Linked DNA regions of Mus musculus: region 1 is linked to region 2. The links are chromatin contacts, called in public HiCAR-type maps. All regions are on one chromosome and are shown on one strand. The core of a region is the stretch at or near the end of the contact, and the rest is flanking DNA. Distances in the headings are between cores, read along the strand shown.

Region 1 (5,604 bases), core at 2,085-4,584, 220 kb after region 2:
GGCTACACAGAGAAACCCTGTTTTGAAAAAAAAAAAAAAAAAACCCAAACCAAAAACAACACCAAAGTAAAACAGGAGCTAACACCCCAGACACACAGTGTCCAGACCTCAGGGAAGAGGTGGGTCAGTCCTAGGGTAAGTATATTCCATGTAGCATGTAGAACACACTTAAGCTTGGCGTTCATTTGTACTGTCCTGTGTTCTAATTTGACTAGGCTGTCTGTTTCTTCCCTGTGGGCTTCTCCCCTCCCAAGGCCACAGGCGCAGGAAGCAGTGTGACCCCGGGGGCTGACACTGCTAGAACACCCCGAGGGAATGGGTGAAGATGGAGAAAGAACAGCAGTTGCTAAACTTGAGCTCGGCCAAGAGCAGAGATAGGGGTGGCCTTGGCAGCACACGCATTGGAACAGGTGTAGCTGGCACAAGGGCCTCACCCTCCAGCCCAGCAGCCCCAGCTCTGAAGCAGCCAATGGGAACCTGGCACACCTAGAAAGGGCCCAGTCTCAGAAAACCAGGCTGGAAAAACAACCGAGGGAAAATAAGAGGCTCCTGCGAGCTTACTAAGCACCCACACTGGCCGGGCAGGCTGTACAACTTGCAGACTCTGCCCCGCACCTTCCATGATCAGAGCCAACCTGTCACGTGGCGGTTCTGGGATCACTGCACAGGGAAGGGACTGTGTCTACAGGCCTCAGTTGTCTTATCTGTGAATGGGGTGAAGGAAATTTAAATGGAGGCTGGGTTGTGGCTCAGGGATAGAAACTGCCCAGCATGCTTAAGGCCCTGAGTTCCAATCCCAGCCTTACTCCAAGTCACTTTAATGTGCCTGGCACCCTGCTCACAGAGCACCACCAATACGCACAGCTCACCTTGCCTTCTACGCAGAGGGGACTGAACACTCGGATCAGAAACCATGGACAATGAAGGACCTGGAAGGTGTGCTTGGCTTTCTGCCTGAGAGGGTTTGGTACCTTGCGGTGTGTCCTTGGACAAGACGCTATCCATCTCTGGGCCTTTTTAGGGGTGCTTAGAGGGGAGTAGTGCTCCTTGTAAATCTAGATGAATGTTACTGCTAATATATGGGAACAGAGACTCTGGATGCCGGTGTGTAGCTTCACAGCTCAACGGTTGCTAGCCACAACTGGCAGCTTACTGGGTTCGAATTAATTAAGAAGTGAGCCAAGTTTCTCAGCTGTGCAGGCCACGCTTGTCCTCAGGTGCAGGAGACTAAGGCACAGGACAGTGCTCAGTACAGACTATGGTCGCTGCATTCCAGCCAGCACAGACAGGCATTGGGATGACCGGAAGAAGGTGCAGCTGCTGAGCCACACACTCGTGCCCTGCTCAAAGGAATCTCCCAGGACTGCTCTGCCCTCGTCCAAGCACAGAAAAGCAATAATGCCATGAACCGTACCCCTCTGCATGGGGAAAGCATAATCCTCCGACCGCTACGCAGGGAGCAGTCGGGAGCACAGAGAGACCAACAGAAGCCACACTCAGGCAACAGTTGCCGGGAGACTCTTGCCTCCGGGAGCTGATCGCTACCCATGGAGCTAACTTGCCAACCCAAGAGGCCCCAGGTGCCCCTTCCCTGAGGAAGAGGGGGTGCAGCGAACTCTCTTCAAAGGGCAGGTCCATAATCGGTGACCATGGGAGCTGAGACTTGCCACTCCATAGCCCGCCCCCTTTAGTCTGCAAGAATTCTGCTTTTAAGGAAATATTATCTCCCAGTTCCTGATGCAACTAAGGTTGCTTCTGTGACCAGTTCTTGTCAGTAGCGTATAGGAAAAAAAAATGTTTTTAAGAAGGAATGCCACTTAAAGACAAGAAAAACTGAATCTTTTCTCCATATTTTATCTTCAGAGCGTAGATTTAATGGCAGGAGCTGCAACAGCCACCTAGTAATATGGAGGCAATCAATGTCTCCATTAGCTCAGTCCTCACAATAAGCCATGAAATAGCAACTATCACTATCACGTCAGCTTCACAGATCGGGGGTTGGAGGTAGATGGGGAGTTGAATGACAGGGCCAAGCTCACAGAGAGTCAAGAACGGGGCCAGGCTTTGGGCCTGGGTGGTACAACATCAGCACCCTGTTCCAGCTTCTAGCATGCAGTCTAGTTCCAAGTTCTGAGACATACTCTGGGAACAGTAATGGTTGCTGCTTTCCTTATATAAACATCCCAGGCATGCTAAGAGAGCTACAGAGTCCTGGGCAGGAACTCTGGGGACCTCCACAGTGGTCAGACCACCTACTGTCCATTGCTAACCAAAATAAGAAGGCTCTGGAGAGGAACACTGCCTGTGGGTGACTTTAGCAGCAGAGCCCAGGTCAGTATCAGTCCTGATGTGACAATGGAGTCATGTGCTCTCTTCATCCTCACAACCCTCCAACTCCTTCAGGAGCTTGCTTGTTCTTGCTCCCCATGGTGGGTCCCAGCCCCTGCCCCAAGTTCACGGTCTCTGCAGCTCCTGAGAAGAATGTGCTGTTCCTCAGAGACTGAGATAGGATCTTGTCACATGTGCCATGGTGCCAGCTCCAGGCAGGGCCCTGGCAGGCGTGTGTCCACGGTGCTGGGTGTTTCAGACAGAGGCAGGCCAGGCGGCTCAAGGCAGTTAGCGGAGCTCAGTCTTGGCTCTTCTACTTCCTGATGTGGACCCCTGGCATCTGATTTGAATGGGGAAAATGGAGCCAAGACTGGTTTCCCGGCCTTCAGCAAACATTAAACAAAGCAACTGTCTCTCAGGCTCTGCCCTGCCTTTTGACACTGTGACACAATGTTGCTACCTACAAAGTCCAGGCCCTGGGAAGTACAATGGAGCCAATAGCCATAGTAAAAGTAATAATAACAATAACCACAATGATAATAATTTATATATTTATTTTTCATAGTTTTAATTAAGTTCACCACATCACGTAGGGCTGCATTCATAGCGATCACAGGACACACACTGCCACAGACTGGATAGAAATATTTTGGAAAGTTCTAAATGGGGTCAAGGGCGGTTTATCACCAGCAGTTTGTTTTGTTTTGAGACAGGGTCTTTTTTTTTTTTTTTTTACATAGCTCTGGCTATCCTGGAACTAGACTGGCCTTGAACTCACAGAGATCTATCCACCAGACTCTGGTGGTGCTGGAATTAAGTTTGCCACCATGCCTAGCTCAATATTATGATAGAGAATGTGTACTCTGTCTTCTCAGAGAAGGCTCTGGTCTCAACACCTAAGGAACCTGAGCCACAGCCTCTCTGACTACAGGGCCAGCTAAGGGAGCAGTCAAGGCCCTGTAGTCAGAAGACCCTGTCAAGGGAGAGAGCAGAACCTGTGAGTTCGGAGCAGAGGGACCTGTGTGAGGAAGTTGGGCCCAGGGACTGTCGCCAGCTACCTACTATGGAAGTACACCTGGGTCACCAGCCAGGCATATACCTGCTCCTGAGCTCGGACTCTGCCCTTCTCCAGCAAAGTAAATTTAGGGAGGGAGCCATTCAGCCCGAGGTAACCTGTGCTGTCCAGCTGGCTTCTTCATAAGGATACCTCGGTGGCTCTGTAAACTGGCTTCTGCTTTTGGACTGTGGACAAAAGAGGACCTATATTCCCAGGAGGGTCACTTGAGGCATATATACACGTGGACATGAGAGAGGCCCCAGGCACAGAGAGGAGTTACAGAGGAACGATCACTACTGTCCCGTCTAGCCTTGTAGAGACTACAGCTGCCATCCTTTCTGCTCTCCTGGTGGCCCCTGCTAGGTGTCAGGATCCTTCCCTAAGGCCACAAGGCAACCCTGTGCAGAGACTCAGAGACTCTGGTAAGGTTCATTGCCTCTCTGTGGGTGGCCCGAGCTGGCCTTGTTATTGCAGGATCTGGGACAAGTCCTATGCTGCTGGCATGGTTGATGCTCGATAGATATTTGAAGCAAGGTCAATTGAGATAGTGGAGGAGGGGTGGGCGCCCGAAAACAGAGTGGGGAGAGGGATGCTGGCAGCCCAGGGCAGAGGGTGAGGTCTTCCTAGTGGTCCAGGTCCTGCCCCGTGCTACACTGTACAGAGGTGAAGAGAAGCGTCTTGGCTGACAGGCACATTCAAGGCTGTTGATCACTTCTGCCTGGATGGTACCAGCAACACCACCCTGGCCCTCTAGAGTGCCCCTTGTGGCATTGGTATTCCATTGTCACATGAACCCTGAGAGATAAGCCATCAAAGCATCTTAAGGGATACTGAAGCCGAGGGACACAGTGGGGGTGGGTAAACCAGGGTTGCTCTCTCCTGAGGGTGTCAGACTATAGGCATAGCCTCTTTTTTTCTTTTGGTTTTTCGAGACAGGGTTTCTCTGTGTAGCCCTGGTTGTCCTGGAACTCACTCTGTAGACCAGGCTGGCCTTGAACTCAGAAGTTTGCCAACCTCTGCCTTCCAAGTGCTGGAGTTAAAGGCAGGTGCCATCGTGCCTGGCAGACATAGCCTCTTAAGCTCAATCGTGGTGTGTGCAGCCAGTCAGTAGGGCTGCAGACAGGCCAAGGTAGCTCCAGGGCTAACTAATGCAACCTCCCTGGGCCTGGACCTTTCTTTCTCAGGCTTGGCTTGTCCCGCTTCTGTCTTGGTCCTGCTTGGGGCGGGGAGGGGGGACTGGAAACAACCCTCTCTTCTCAGACCACTATTGTCCCCACTAGTTAGGTTCTCTGCCTGTCTCAACAGCACCCCACCCCTACCCCCACCCTGTGGCCACTGTCCCTCAAAGCTGGCAGAGAAGGGGCTGGAGCTTTCAAGGACTCCCATGTCATGTGATTTTGCCACTCTGAAGTCCCACTCCCAAACAGGAAGGACTACCACCTTTAATTGATATTGTCACTCATGCTCTCCCCCCACAGCCCCTCCCCAGGCCTGCAGAGCCCCTGGGTAAGGTAATTCTTACCCCAGTGTAGGTGCGGCTGGGCATGGTGGGGGAACCAAGTGAGGCTACCTCTTTTTCTCGAACTTCACACAATCATTTATTTCTTTGGGGTGTGTTTAACCGGCCTGCCCTGCATATTAAACTGCTCCTGTGAGGACCCTGGGCTAATGGCCAGTCATCTTGCTGCCTCAGAGGCCATGGCTCCCCACCCCATCCCCTGGGGGCGGGGGGCGGCGCATGGAGCTGAGCTGTACATTCACTATCTCAGAGCTCTAACTTTCTCCTGGGACAGGGGTGTGCAATGACTATGGACTATGCTCTCTGGTGCTGCAGTCAAAAGCCCTGCCCTGCGAAGGAGACTGTAGGAAGCCTGAGTGTAGGGACAGACTCAAATTTAATATGAGGACTGTCACCTGGGACCATGGGTCTCCCTGGTCTTCCAGAGACCTGGGCATCCTAAGCTGCACACATCCCTCACTGGGAGGTTCCAGCATCAAATACACGGGGGTTGGGGGGGTGGATGATGTATGGGTGGGGTAGCCGGTGACTACACAGTCTGCCAGGGAGGGGAGCAGGTGAACGAATCTTGAACAGGTAACCAGTATTAACCAGTACAAACAAGTACTAACACCACAGCCTCCAAGCTGGAGGGCTTTTGATGGCTCTGAGGAGCCAGTTACTATCATGTGTTTGGTTGGGCAGGATGGCCACCTCCTCC
Region 2 (5,773 bases), core at 846-3,345:
CTGCTCCCCACCCGCTCCCCCGCCTCCTGCCTAGGAACCAGAGAAGCCTGGCTGCAGGCCGGTGCTGTGCAGCCTTCCTATCCTCAGTTACATCTAACTGGAGATCTCACTTTTGCCATGGGGTTGGGGGGTGGGGATGGGGTTGATTCTTCTCCTCAGAGCTTCTGCCCGTGTTGTCAATCTTGGTTCTGGGGCCTTGATCTCTCCTCAGAGCTCCTGGCATCCCGTTGTCGCTCTGTTTGTCTGTCTGTCTGTCTGTCCGTGGTGTTAGCAAATGATGGTAGTAAGTTCTAGACCCACATCGATCCATCTCGGTTGGTGTCCTCCTGAGTCCCTCATCCAGGACTTTTCACACGTGACATCTCCCAAGCCAGGGACATAGCGCTGAGCCTCTGAGCTGACGGGATGCCACAGCAGGGACCAGGCCTTCCCTCCTCTTTACCCACCCCGTATCCATATCCGCAGCTCCTGCAGCGAGTGAGCGCTAGGTGCACAGACAGGGGCATGAAGGGAAGGGTGAGGCAGGTAACTGAGAGTCAGGCCAGCCCCAGGGACCCTCCCCTCCCCCACAAGTCAATTCCTCTATCCACACTAGTGTCGAGAGGATCTCTAGTACTATTTGGAAGAAGAATCACCTGTCAATAAAGATGCTGTTGGCCTATTGGCTTAGGCAGGAACTAGGGAGGGTGGAAGTTCCAGGACAGAGATAGGACTATGGGGGAAGAAACAGGCTGGAGACAGAGGATTCGGCCCCAGACACAGAGGAAGACGATCGCATGTAACTGAGGACCAGGTAACCAGCCAAAGGGCCGAACTTTGAACAGCATAATGGGATGATTAAGTTATGAATTGGTTAGGGAACGAACCACAGCATTTGGCCAAGGCATATGTAAATATATTTCGGTCTTCGAGAACTCAGTAACAGCACACTGTGGGCTGTGTACGCCTCCCAAGGCTGGGAACTCCGAGGGTGGGGTGGGGCACTGCCTCACCCGCCTTCATCCTCAGCCTCCCCAACACCTGGCTGCAGCAGGTGCCTCACTGGCAGGCACCTTGAGTATGGGAGCCCATGAAGGTGTCTGGCTGCTTCCCCCAGGAGGAACGTCAGGGTCCATCCACCCGGGAGAGGCAATATGGTGTGGAGCTGACGCAGAACTTGTAATGAGGTGTCTCCCCTGTGCTTTTTCCTTCAGTGATGACGGCAACGGCGCTGTTGTCTGCTGCACAGGGCTCACCTATTCCCATGACGCCCTTGGATGAGTCATCCAAGTTCAGGGCACACTGGAGAGGGCCAGGCTCTGGGTCTCAGCCTCCCTGTCTCCTGCCTCCTCTGTCTTTCCTCCCCTCTCTTCTCCTCCCCCCCTCCCTTCCCTTCCCCTCCCCTCTTCTTCCCTCCCCTCTCTGTGTTCTCTCTATGTCTATCCCCCCTACCCACCCCCTACATGGTATGCCCAGGCCCTGCCTCTGTCTCCTCTCTCTGGGAATACCCAGGATACTTTGCAAGTACCAACCTGCACTAGGAAGGCTACTGTTCCTCCTTTTGAACACTGGACCCATGAGGAACAGATAGAATGTTCTAAACTGGAGCTTGCCGAGATTGCTTCTGCAGTGTCTCCATCAAAAGAAGGCTGCCCGCTGCACAGGGGCCTGACCTGGTCTAAAACAGGTCAAGGATCCTGGGCTTCCCAGAAGACTCAGGGCTATGGAGAAGAAAAGCATCCAGGGAATCCGAGTCACCTGGGAAATCTGACCCACTGACCCACTTAGAGTCTGTTGCCAGGAAGGGAACAAGGCTGACTCCTCCTCCTAGCTGGGCCCATTGGCCTCAGTTTTTTTTTCTAGACTGTTCTAACTGGATTAATAGAAGCTTGCTGAGCATGTGGACAGAATGCATCTCGGTGAACCAACTGCCAGAGTTCTGAGCAATGAGTAACGCCACCTCCCAGACCACAGGCAGGACCCACTCTGTGCCACTGGATCCAGGCAATCTCCCTGTCCCTGTTTTATGGGAGGGACTAAGTAATAGTCAGCCACATTCTTTGACTTGACTCTAAGGGTTTGTTCAAGGAACATGTGATCCAATCAGGGCTGAGCGTACTAGGCTAGACCCTAGGATCTCCTAGCTGACTCTCTGGACTTGAGAAGGTAGCAACACCAAGGAGAAGGAGCCAGGGAGGAGAGGGGAAGGAGGAGGAGCCAGGGAGGAGAGGGGGAAGGAGGAGGAGCCAGGAGGAGAGGGGAAGGAGGAGGAGCCAGGGAGGAGAGGGGAAGGAGGAGGAGCCAGGGAGGAGAGGGGAAGGAGGAGGAGCCAGGGAGGAGAGGGGAAGGAGGAAGAGCCAGGGAGGAGAGGGGGAAGGAGGAGGAGCCAGGAGGAGAGGGTAAGGAGGAGGCGCCAGGGAGGAGTGGGTAAGGAGGAGGAGGAGCCAGGGAGGAGAGGGGAAAGGAAGAGGAGCCAGGAGGAGAGGGGAAGGAGGAGCCAGGAGGAGAGGGGAAGGAGGAGGAGCCAGGGAGGAGAGGGGAAGGAGGAGGAGCCAGGAGGAGAGGGGAAGGAGGAGGAGCCAGGGAGGAGAGGGGAAAGGAAGAGGAGCCAGGAGGAGAGGGGAAGGAGGAGGAGCCAGGGAGGAGAGGGGGGAGGAGGAGGAGCCAGGGAGGAGAGGGGAAGTAGAGCTCTGAAAAATTGCAAATGAGCCAAACCCCAGAAAATGTGGTGCGTATGGGGGTGCACACTTGTAGCCCCAGAGCTTGTGAGGCTGAGGCAGGTAGAGCCTGAGGGCTATGTGTCTCAAAGAACACCCCAAATGCACCCTGTTGTAGGCATTTTTAAAGCGTGCTTATGAGTAGTGTTCAGTATATCACTCACGCTGCTTTGCACTGTGTCTTATAAACTCAGGTTCTTTCTACTCCCTTTCCTTCCCCCTTTTCCTTTCTCTCTCTTTGACCTTGACAGCTCTGCGTAAGCCATACAAGCCGAACCCCTTTACCCACTCAAATATGGGCTAATGGAACAATGTGGTTTTTGTTTGTTGTTTTGTTTTTAAAGATGATGTGTTTATGTCTGTGTATGGAAGTTAGAGGTGTCAGGGCTCCTAGAGTAGGAGCAGCAGTTGGTGCTGGGGACCTAATTCGGGTCTTCTGAGAGAGCAGTACATACTCCTATCTGCTGAGCCACCTCTCCAGACCTGAGCTGGGTCATCTTATGACTGGCTTATTTCTCTTAGCGCACCGCCCTCGAGAGTTAAAGCACTGCTGCAGGTGTCTGCGGTAGAATCAAATGGATGTGCTGTTGTTCCCTGTTGTAAGTCCCCAGGAAGGACCCTCTCAGGTATGCATGTTCTAAACAGCCATGTGTACACTGGTAAGGCCATGTCTGTCAGTCAACTTTCAATCTAGATGAGACCTAGGTGGTGCCTCAGAACGGGGTGTGGCTCAGTGGTTTTAGGATTATGCAGCCCCCAACTTCAGAGAGAAGGGGGAGTGAGTGCCTGGGCGAGAAGGGGAGAGAGAGAGAGACAGAGAGAGAGAGACCCAAGCACCATGGATCTCAAAGAGTTAGCTGAGCATCAGACCTTCCTTGACTACACCTAGGGTGAATGACAGCCTTTATTTTTTTAAAAAAGTGCGCGAGTGTGTGTGTGCATGCGCACTGGCATGCATATGTATACAAGTGTGTGTATGTGTGAGTGAGAAACTGTGTGTACACATGTGTATGTGCATGTGTGTGTGTGCGTGCACATGTGTTTATGTGTTTATGTGTATTTGCCTGTGTGAATGTGCGTGTTGGCCAGAGGTTGACATTGGGGTGTCCTCCTCAACTGCGTCTCCATCTTAATCATTTTTTTAAGACGGGGTCTCACACTGAACCTTGCTGTTTGGGTCATATAGATCCCCACAGCCTTCTGGGTGAGTGGTCAAGTTGGAACAGTGGACTCCAGGTTCAGGGAACGACCTGACTAACGTCGAGAGTAATGGAGGAAGACCCCCAACATCAACCTCTGACCTCCACAGGCAAGAGTGCACCTACACACACACACACACACTTGCCCCACCCCCGCTCCCCTGCAAAGTCAGTGATGGAGAAAACATTAACAATACAGGGGACAAGAGTTGTATCTGCAGCCGCTACATTCTGTACGGCAGACACGCTCTTCCGGTACGTGGAGCTAGCATTTGATGCACCAGAGAAGGCTACTGGGAGTTGGGGCTGTTGATGGACAGGTGAGGTCCCTCCCCATCACGGCTTCTTTCACATGGACCCCACCAATACTTAGCCTACGTAACTCACTCACGTGCCCGTTGTCACTGTGTGCTGGAGTGGGGATCCAAGTTTGCAGACAAAACCCAATGGCAACACTTTTGAGACTTAGTGTGGTCTGGGAGTCACAACCGCAAGTGTCCACGTGACTGTAGGGGATGTGTTCTGCACTCTATCGGTAACCCCATGCTATCCACACAGGCTTCTTTTTTTTTCCAGAGAGCTCCTGATTAAACGCTGACTGACAGGTTGCTGGCTGGGTCTGGGGCCTGGCATAGTGCCAGACACACACTGATGGCGTCTGCCCACCCACCTTGGATTCACACTTGGCAAAAAAGGGGATTTGGCTGATTCTGGGGCTGGGGCAGGGAAAAGGATGCCCTGAGCCCCAGGGATTCTTGCAATAGCAGAAAACAGGGAAACCGCAAGACAAAACAAAAGCAACTGAGAAAACGGTGTGGGTGTGTTGCAGAGACCAGCACCCGGCCTGAAAGGAGCACTCAGTATCCAAGGCTAGACCAATTTGCGTGCCAGGATAAAAGACAGGCCAGGGGCTAGGGAGATGGCACAGTTGGTAAAATCCAACTTGCTGCCTACGCGCAGAGACCCAAGCTCAATAATAACACGCACATACATAAAAAGCCCCATGTGCTGGCTCACGCGCTTAATTGTAGCACCAAGGAAGTGGAGACAGAAGGATCCCTGGGATTCACTGCCCAGCCAGTGAGCTCCAGGCCACTGAGAGACCATGTCTCAAGGTAAGGCAGATGGTAATAACTCAGAGGGTTGTCTTCTGGCTTCCACATACACCCACACATGCTCTGAAGCCTCACACACTCTCCATAGAAATAAATAACAGTTAATTATAATTCAATGTGTAAAGTAAATAGACCCGAGACTGTCCTGCTATATACAAGGGAGTAAAATAAACACTGAGAGAGAGGAGGAATCTTTCTTGCAGAAGATCTCAGGGTAGGCAGAAACCTCTGTAATGGAAATCCCTGTGACTACACTTCCCCCATAGGTGTCTCAGGTCCCCTGTGGAGGCTGAGCTATAACTAGTGACTTACTACTTGTTTCCAAGCAGAAATAATGACTCTACCACAGAGAAACCTGGCAGGCACCGCCCTCATCCAGAGAGAAGGTGACACCTGTGGGAGTCAGTAGACATCGGGTGCCCCTGAGAGGGTGGGGCACTAAGTCTATGTCACCTTAGTTTTTCAGGGCCTTCTGAAAGCTTTGACCCAGTCTAATCAGAGGAAGGTATCTGGTGTATTCAGACTAAGGGACAGTCTCCAGGATGTCTGGCCAGGACTCCTCAGGACTGCCAAGGAGAGAAAATGTTGCATAGTGTGGGGTGCAGGAGTTGAATGCAGCATAGGTCCTGGCTGGGGTGTGGATCCTGGGGTGCAGTTATAGTAATGAAACACAGTGGATCCTATCTGTGTTCATGACATTTGTTGACAGTGGGGCAACTGGAAAAAGTGTCAGTGAACAGTTACCGTTACAGCCTTTCTATAA

Evidence for each region. HiCAR-type assays count read pairs that join an accessible place to other places.
Region 1: a contact with region 2 is called in a HiCAR-type map of kidney, with 2.0 times the contacts expected there. The contact joins the promoter of Kazn here to the enhancer-like site in region 2. A contact is called at or near these places in 4 of 115 datasets of contacts at active chromatin or transcription factors (embryonic stem cells, extraembryonic endoderm stem cells and kidney) and 2 of 9 other capture datasets (adipose tissue and embryonic stem cells).

Annotation. Positions count from the first base shown.
Region 1 is chr4:142,212,124-142,217,727 of GRCm38.p6, forward strand. It overlaps Kazn (kazrin, periplakin interacting protein), which reads right to left and starts at 3,335. Exons shown (of 18, transcript NM_144531.3): 1 at 3,324-3,335; 2 at 3,134-3,135; 3 at 3,130-3,131; 4 at 3,118-3,127. The coding sequence starts at 3,335.
Region 2 is chr4:141,991,751-141,997,523 of GRCm38.p6, forward strand. The region is part of intron 2 of Fhad1 (forkhead-associated (FHA) phosphopeptide binding domain 1); the gene reads right to left. Among named protein-coding and RNA genes, the nearest start is that of Fhad1os1, 12 kb to the left of the region's middle. Within about 2 kb of position 2,096, at least 76 of the 459 cell types and tissues checked have an H3K27ac peak or open chromatin away from gene starts, as enhancers often do. A contact at or near this core is called in embryonic stem cells and kidney, where this site is marked.